2 separate regions of the Pan troglodytes genome follow, and region 2 is linked to region 1. Evidence: chromatin contacts called from public HiChIP or PLAC-seq data. All regions are on one chromosome and are shown on one strand. The core of a region is the stretch at or near the end of the contact, and the rest is flanking DNA. Distances in the headings are between cores, read along the strand shown. Region 1 holds the start of SIRT3 (sirtuin 3). Region 2 holds the start of PTDSS2 (phosphatidylserine synthase 2).

What was found. HiChIP or PLAC-seq counts read pairs in DNA pulled down with a chosen protein or histone mark.
Region 2: a contact with region 1 is called in an H3K4me3 HiChIP or PLAC-seq map of stem cell-derived excitatory neurons, with 13 times the contacts expected there. The contact joins the promoter of PTDSS2 here to the promoter of SIRT3 in region 1. A contact is called at or near these places in 1 of 7 Hi-C or Micro-C datasets (stem cell-derived neural progenitor cells) and 1 of 1 datasets of contacts at active chromatin or transcription factors (stem cell-derived excitatory neurons).

The regions. Positions count from the first base shown.
Region 1 is chr9:4,426,229-4,430,475 of NHGRI_mPanTro3-v2.0_pri, reverse strand. It overlaps SIRT3 (sirtuin 3), which reads left to right and starts at 1,935. Exons shown (of 7, transcript XM_063783591.1): 1 at 1,935-2,173. It overlaps PSMD13 (proteasome 26S subunit, non-ATPase 13), which reads right to left and starts at 1,883. Exons shown (of 13, transcript NM_001280192.1): 1 at 1,720-1,883. The coding sequence starts at 1,814.
Region 2 is chr9:4,641,794-4,645,773 of NHGRI_mPanTro3-v2.0_pri, reverse strand. It overlaps PTDSS2 (phosphatidylserine synthase 2), which reads right to left and starts at 2,147. Exons shown (of 12, transcript XM_024346852.3): 1 at 1,906-2,147. The coding sequence starts at 1,907.

The DNA of each region.
Region 1 (4,247 bases), core at 686-3,185:
CTCCAAAATCCAAAACTTTTTGAGCACCAACATAGGGCTCAAAGGAAATGACAACTGGAGCATCTCAGATTTCAGATTTTTGAAATATGGATACTGAACGGGTAAGTATATATCACAAATATTTCAAAATCTGAAAAAATACTAAATCCAAAAAAACTTTTGCCCCAATGCATTTCTTTCTTTCTTTTTTGAGACAGAGTCTGACTCTGTTGCCCAGGCTGTAGTGCAGTGGCGCCATCTCGGCTCACTGCAACCTCTGCCTCCCAGGATCAAGTGATTCTCCTGCCTCAGCCTCCTGAGTAGCAGGGATTACAGGCATGAGCCACTGCGCCCGGCCGCCCCAATGCATTTCTGATAAGGGATACTAAATCCATACTAACCAGTCTCTACTGTGTAGCAGAAAGAATGCTAAAGCAGATGTGATAAACCTGAGTTCTTTTCCTGGCTCTGCTACTGAATGGCTATGTCACTTTGAGATCACTTAAGTTCTCTAAGACTCAGTTTTCCCAGGTATGAAATGGAGAACATTAATCTAGATTAACTCAAAGGGTTATTGTGAGGTTTCATTGGAAACGAGAACTTTGGAATCATACATATCTAACTTGAGATGCTGGCTCTTCTACCTATTAGCTGAGTATCTCAGGGAAGGCAATTAAAATGAGCTTCAGTTTCCTCCTCTGTGAAAAGGATGAATAAAGGATTAAATAAGCTAATATTTAAAACCTCAGGGACAGTGACATAGCGCTTCATCCAAAACCCAAAGGCTAATATTTAATAACGCAGATAAAATGCTTTGAAAATTACCAAGTGCTATAGAACACAAACCATTATTTGCCAAACATTAATTTGCTCTCAAAAACTGCTAATAGCAGAAGGCTGCTGCATGCTAAACATCATCAAAACATGTATGGAACATCTATGTGAAAGGTATTATATTAAATGTTAGGGTTAACAGGGAGGTTACTACAGGAGATGTATTTTCTATGGAATAGCTCCAGCCCAATGCCAGCAATTTATTCTACTCATATTAAAAGGAGGTTACTGCTTAGCAAGAATTTAATTGCTCTGCAATTCATCCTGTTTCTAAACAAACCTAAACTTTAAGATCTTTCTAGGGGCAGAAAGCCCATGAGAAATACAGTGGAAGGTAAAGACAATGGGACGGCGGAAGTGGTTGCACCCCGTGCAACCAGCTGCAGAATGAATAGGGAAGACAGCAAAGCTGTACTAGCCTCTGGTTTATCAACTCCAGACCATGAGAAAGATAACTGTAGATACAGTTACACTATGACAAGGCTAAGCACGAATCACCAACATGTTTCCCAAAGTGGGTGGTGGCCCTGAAAGTGTGTTTGCTTGTTAGACTGGAAGCAAGAGCTAAAATCAAAGGCTACCCCTGAACCGTTTTAGTAAGACCCGAGGTAGAGGAGTTCAGAAGCCTCAGTCACAGTCCCCCGTTAAGGAAGCAGTGAATCTCAGACCGAAACATCCTGGCTACAGCTCTTAGCCCTCGTGGTCTGTCATCCCTCTTATTCCTCGACCCTGCCACTCCAGGTTCCTCAGCAAACCTTGCCGGCACAGCCGGTCGCTACACGTCCCCGTTTCACCCCAACTTGGGTCTGGGCGCCCTCAGCCCATCAAGGGTCCGCTCCTCCGCCCGCCTGCCCCCTCCGTCTCCCTCTATCGCCGGGGCCCAGGGCCCGTCTGCTCGGCGCTCACTTCTTCGTGTAGAGCTCCTCCAGACGGTGCCACACAGCGGGCTGCCCGGGCCCGGAGCTCTGGCTCTGCTGTAGGAAGCCCGGTACGTCCTTCATGACAGCAGGAAGACCCCCGGCACAGAAGAACAACCGGGATGTCAGCACCGCGGGGATGGCTGCCGGAAATGCTCACTCACTTCCGGCGCCGAGCGGCGCGGGGCAGGCTGGGAGCGCCGTAGCCGGCCGGGGGCGGGCCCCGCTGGTTGCTCGGTTACAGCGCGTCTCTGCGCTCCGGAGAAAACTCTCCGGCGTTTGCAGCCCACTTCCCGCGCACTTGGCTGTGCCATTGAGGCGTTAAAGAGTGTGGGCGCCTGTGGTCGAACCCGCTACGGACTAGCTTTGTGGTGTCAGCCTTTGTGACCCGGAATTGCTGCTGTCAAATGAGGATCTTCCCAGTAGTGTTTTGCGAGGACTAGGTGTAAATATAATGCCTGACCATAGTAAAAGCCCTCAGAAAGTATTAACTATCACCGCCATCCGGGTTGAAAAAGGTGTGAGCGCAGGGTACAGAAATGCTGGCTCCAGGTTTGACCTCCGGGGCGAGAGATCAGACACCAGACTAGGGAACTTCCTCTACTCGCCTCTACGTCTACCTGGGCGCGCCGGAGGCGTCGGCAAGGAGGCGGGGGCGGGACGCGGAGGCGGGACCGGGGCGCCGGGGGCGGGGGCGGTAGGCGGAGGCGGGGCTGGGGCGCCGGGGGCGGGGGTGGGAGGCGGAGGCGGGGCCGGGGCGCCGGGGGCGGGGCGAGTCCGGAGGACTCCTCGGACTGCGCGGAACATGGCGTTCTGGGGTTGGCGCGCCGCGGCAGCCCTCCGGCTGTGGGGCCGGGTAGTTGAACGGGTCGAGGCCGGGGGAGGCGTGGGGCCGTTCCAGGCCTGCGGCTGTCGGCTGGTGCTTGGCGGCAGGGACGATGTGAGTGCGGGGCTGAGAGGCAGCCATGGGGCCCGCGGTGAGCCCTTGGACCCGGCGCGCCCCTTGCAGAGGCCTCCCAGACCCGAGGTGCCCAGGGCATTCCGGAGGCAGCCGAGGGCAGCAGCTCCCGGTTTCTTCTTTTCGAGGTATTTTGGGCAAGGACAAGCACTTCTTGCGTGTTCGTTGTCGACACCTCGCCCACTCTTTCTCACCTTGCCGTGTTTCCTTTGCGGCATGTCTGGGAGTTTACGTGCGTTCCAACACCGGGGCCTCCGTCTTTATGCTGATCTGTGGACGTCCCTTATGGGGGTTTTGTCGTTTATTTCACCATTCCCTCATTGAAATACGTTCTAACCTTTAGTTATTGTGCATCATGCTGTGGTGAATAACCTTGTTGGCACCTCACTGTTTGCATAAATTCCTAGTACTGGGACTGCTAGGTCCAAAAGTATATGCATTTAACGCTTTAATTATCCCTCATAAATGTTGTGCGGTTAATACTCCCACTGGCATGTGATCGTACCCGTCTCCATAGTAATTGCATCTAAGAACTGAGGCTACATAGGAAAAAATCTTAAGGTCCATGGTTGTTAGGTATCAGATGCCCTATAATGGATGAATATTTAAGTAAATAATGGCACATTGACTTGCTGTCTGACACAACTGCTGAAAATGTTGGTGAAAAGTGAGTCTCGAAGTGGTAGCTCACACTTGTAATACCAGCACTTTCGGAGGCTGAGACGGGGATCGCTCGAGGCCAGGAGTTCAAGACCAGCCTGGGCAACATAACGAGACCCCCATCTCTACCAAAAATTTAAAAATTAGCCGGGCATGGTGGCGCAAGCCTGTTGTCCCAGTTACTCCTGAGACTAAGGCAAGAGGATCCCTTGAGTCCAGGAGTTCAAGGCTGCAGTGAGCTATGATTGAGCCACTGCACTCCAGCCTGGGTGACAGAGCAAGACTCTTATCTACCTGTGGGAAAAAAAAAGAAAAAAGTTTAATAGATCCTGAAGAGTTGGCCGGGCGCGGTAGCTCACGCCTGTAATCCCAGCACTTTGGGAGGATGAGACGGGTGGATAACGAGGTCAGGAGTTCGAGACCAGCTGGGCCAACATGGTGAAACCCCATTTCTACTGAAATTACAAAAATTAGCCGGGCGTGGTGGCTGGCGCCTGTAATCCTAGCTACTCAGGAGGCGGAGGCAGGAGAATCACTTGAACCCGGAAGGCAGAGGTTGCAGTGAGCCGAGATGGCACCATTGCACTCCAGCCCGAGCGAAAGAGCAAAAACTCCGTCTCAAAAAAAAAAGATCCCGAAGAGTCAGTCGTTCATCCAAGAAGCCCTGACTGAGCTCTTATTCTGTGCCAGACTCTGTTCTAGGTGCTATGGATGGAGCAGGGACCAGGACCGACAAACACGTGGAGCGCATTCTAATATCTGTGATACTCTGCAAAACTGTTAAAACAAATCCTTGCGGCCGGGCGCGGTGGCTCACGCCTGTAATCCCAGCACTTTGGAAGGCCGAGACGGGCGGATCACGAGGTCAGGAGATCGAGACCATCCTGGCTAACGCAGTG
Region 2 (3,980 bases), core at 898-3,397, 220 kb before region 1:
GCAGCGCCGGGCCGGCCAGTAAAGGGTGTGCGGTGCATTGTGGGGGTTCTAGTCCGCGCGGGGCATGCTGGGCCTTGTGGTCCGACGTCGCGGGTTGGACGCAGTGCTTGCTGGGAAGGATGCCGCCTGGTTGCTGGGAAACCGGAGCCGGACTGCCCTGCGGCTGAGGTCGCAGGAACCAAGCTGCGGATGGCGCGGGTCTCGCCAAGGCCTCCAGAGCTTGGAGGTAACCACAGACATCCCCGGCGGCCTGGCCTGAGTCCCTCCACCCCTTCGCCCCTTCCTCGCCGACGGATCCCGGAGCCCAGACCCGTTCTCCTTTTGGGGCGCTTCCCGACCCTTCACCCTACGCGACCCGGGTCATTCTTTTTTGAGACGGAGTCTCGCACTGCCGCCCGATCTGGAGTGCAATGGCGCGATCTCGGCTCACTGCAACCTCCGCCTCTCGGATTCAAACGATTCTTCTGTCTCAAGCTTCCCGAGTAGCTGGGATTACAGGCGCCCGCCACCACGCCCGGCTAATTTTTGTATTTTTAGTAGAGACGGGGTTTCACTATGTTGGCCAGACTAATCTCGAACTCCTGACCTTGTGATCTGCCGCCTCGGCCTCCCAAAGTGCTGGGATTACAGGCATGAGCCACCCCGCCCGGACCGGTCTGGGTCATTCTTTCGCAGGATCGCGTGAAATTGGGCGGCGAAAATGGTGCGGACACGCTGATTTTGGTTGACCCAAATTGTTGACATGGTACCCTGCAAAAAAATTAGCTCCTGAGCCACTCTGAAAAGCAATGTGGCAGCTCCTCAAACCTGGAAACAAGTGTCCACGCCAAATTTACAAACTAGCGCTCCTAGCTGCAGCATTTTGATAACAGCGGCATGCTATTAGCCATAGAGGAGCGAAGCATGCGCATGCTACAGCACAGCTGGACCTTGAAAACATTATGCTAGGCAGGCCGGGCGCGGCGGCGCACGCCTGTCATCCCAGCACTTTGGGAGGCCGAGGCGGGCGGATGACTTGAGGTCAGGAGTTCGAGACCAGCCTAGGCAAAGTGGTGACACCCCATCTTTACTAAAAATACAAAAATTACCCTGGCGTTGTGGCGGGCGCTTGTAATCCTAGCTACTCGGGAGGCTGAGGTGGGAGAATCCCTTAAATCCGGGAGGTGGAAGTTGCAGTGAGCCGAGATTGTGCCACTGCACTCCATCCTGGGCGACAGAGCGAGACTCCGTCTAAAAAAAAAAAAAAAATTATGCTAGGTGAAAGAAGCCAGTCCAGTCACAGGAGACTACGCATTATGTGATCCATTTGTATGAAATATCCAGGAAATGCAAATCTATGAAGACAGAAATTAGATGAGTTTTCACCGGGGGCTGGGGAAGGGGTAATAAGGAGCGACTACAAAGGGCAGCAGGTTTCTTTCGGGGCGATGAAAGTGCTGTAATATTGACCTCAGCTCCTATCTGTGAATGTCCTAAAAACCACTCAACTGTCCACTCGAAGCGAGTTGAATGGGTGAACTGCATGATATGCGAAGTATATCTCATATCAGCTTTATTGAAATATAACTCACATACTAAATATATAAACATATTTGCGGGGCTCCTGCACAGCCACGCCCAGCAGGGATGGGGCCTGACTGTGATGGGACCTTCACCCCAGCTCCTGACACACAGGCTGGGCAGTGCGGGAGGCGCTGGCTCCAGGGGGCGTGCTGTTGGGCCTCCCCAGGCCTGGCCCCCTGCCCCAGGCCCTGGCCGCGTCCAGCTGGGGTCGGCTGAGTGGCCAGAGCAGCCAGCTCCCGTCCATGCCATCTTTCCAGCAATCACCCGACAGGTCTGGTTCCCTGTGAACCATCCTTCAGGTCCCCTCCCAGACCTCTTCCCATCCCAGCAGGTGGCGCTCACATTCCAGGCGCCCTCTCGGTGGCGTTGGGGTCATTTCCTGCGTATGGGTGTTCTCTCAAACTGCACAGACAGCCCTCCTGCCGTCCCTCCAGGGTGCAGAGGCCGGGGCGGGGAGATGTACCGGCCCCACTGGGGTCCCTGGCCCCAAGGAAGCTGCGCGCGAGGCCGCCTCGCAATGACGCTCGTTCCTGTCGGCTCGGAGGAACGAAGGGACGCTCGTTCCTGTCGGGGCGGTGCGGAAGGGGGCGGGGCCCAAGGGCGCGTGAGGGGCGGGGCCGAGGACGGGGTCTGTGGGCGGGGCCTGGGGGCGGGGCCTTGGGACCCCGAGTAGCGTGATCTAGAAGGCGCGGCGCTGCCAGACCGCGCGGCCCCGGGCGCGCAGACCACGTGTTCGTTGCCCATCACTACGGAGCTCTGGCCACGTGCCAAGTAGAATTCCCAACGCTTTGTAAATGCTAACTATTGTGATTTTTTTTTTTTTTAAGCGTAGTCTCACTCTGTCACCCAGGCCTGGAGTACAGTGGCGTTATCTCGGCTCACTGCAACCTCCGCCTCTCGGGTTCAAGCGATTCTCCTGCTTCAGCCTCAGGAGTAGCTGGGATTAAAGGCGCCCGCCATCACGCCCGGCTAATTTTTGTATTTTTAGTAGAGACGGGGTTTCACCAAGTTGGCCAGGCTGGTCTCGAACTCCTGACCTCAGGTGATCCACCCACCTTGGCCTCCCAAAATGCTGGGATTACAGGCGTGAGCCACCGCGCCGGGCCAACTATTGTGATCTTAACACACCCCCTTAGGTTCTATTTTTGACTGTCGCTTAGAGACAAAAAAACTGTGGCAGAGAAGGCCGGGCGCGGTGGCTCAAGCCTGTAATCCCAGCACACTGGGAGGCCGAGGCGGGTGGATCACAAGGTCAGGAGATCGAGACCATCCTGGCTAACACGGTGAAAGCCCATCTCTACTAAAAATACAAAAAATTAGCCGGGCGTGGTGGCGGGCGCCTGTAGTCCCAGCTGCTCAGGAGGCTGAGGCAGGAGAATGGTGTGAACCTGGGAGGCAGAGCTTGCAGTGAGCTGAGATCGCACCACTGCACTCCAGCCTGGGTGACAGAGCAAGACTCCGTCTCAAAAAAAAAAAAAAGAAAAAGAAACAAACAACAAAAAAAAAACTGAGGCAGAGAAAGGTTGGTGACAGCTACGCCCAGCTCTTTCCAGACCCCAGAGCCTCTACCCTGAACCCCTGCACTCTACAGGGAGCTCTCCACCTGCAGTTTTGCACCTGGTGTCTCATATCTGAGTCTCACATTACCCTGTCCCTGTCTTCACCCCAGCTGCAGAAGTGCACACCCCTCCCCACCCAGGCATGCGTGGACTGGCAGAGTCCATTGCAAGACGTGGGCCTGAGGGGCAGGGGTGAGGCCGGAGGTTTGTGGCTCAGGGAGCACCGTGGCTGGTGAGGAGGCAGTGGAGCAGCTTGGAGGACTTGGTTCTTTGAGGCCCCAGAGCAGCAGAAATGGGGGGTCCCCCGCCTGGGGAAGGGTGCACGGGACAGAAGCCTTCCTCAGCTGCAGAGATGCCTGCCGGAAGCCTCAGGGCGCTGGAACTTTTAAGAAAATGGTCAATTCTGGCCTTACCCAGGGACAGAGCTGGCCAGAGTCACATTTATGGTGGTAAATAGTGAATGTTGGCGAAATGCTTTCTAAAAATGCCCTTGCAAGGAAGGGAGAGGAAGCCTAGGCATTTGTAAAGTAACAAATGCCTGTTTTAATATTTCCCCTGGTGCGGTAAATCTGTAAAGGTGAGTGGATTACAGAAAAACTCACCGTGCCACACGCACACCTGTGCCCGGGAGTTTTCTCTGGCTTGTTGGAGGGAGCGTGGACAGCAGGACTACTCCCCAAGTCAAGATGGTTAAGGCCTGGAGGTGTTGGGGAGGCAGCAAGGAGACAGAGTTGTCCCTGCAATGAGGACGGGAGGAGTTTGGGTCCCCACCCCAATGCCACCCTGGTGTGGCAGGCAAGGACGGCTTCAGGTGGACCTCAAGGGCAGAGGCCCAGCTGGGAGAGGGTCTCCCCTGCA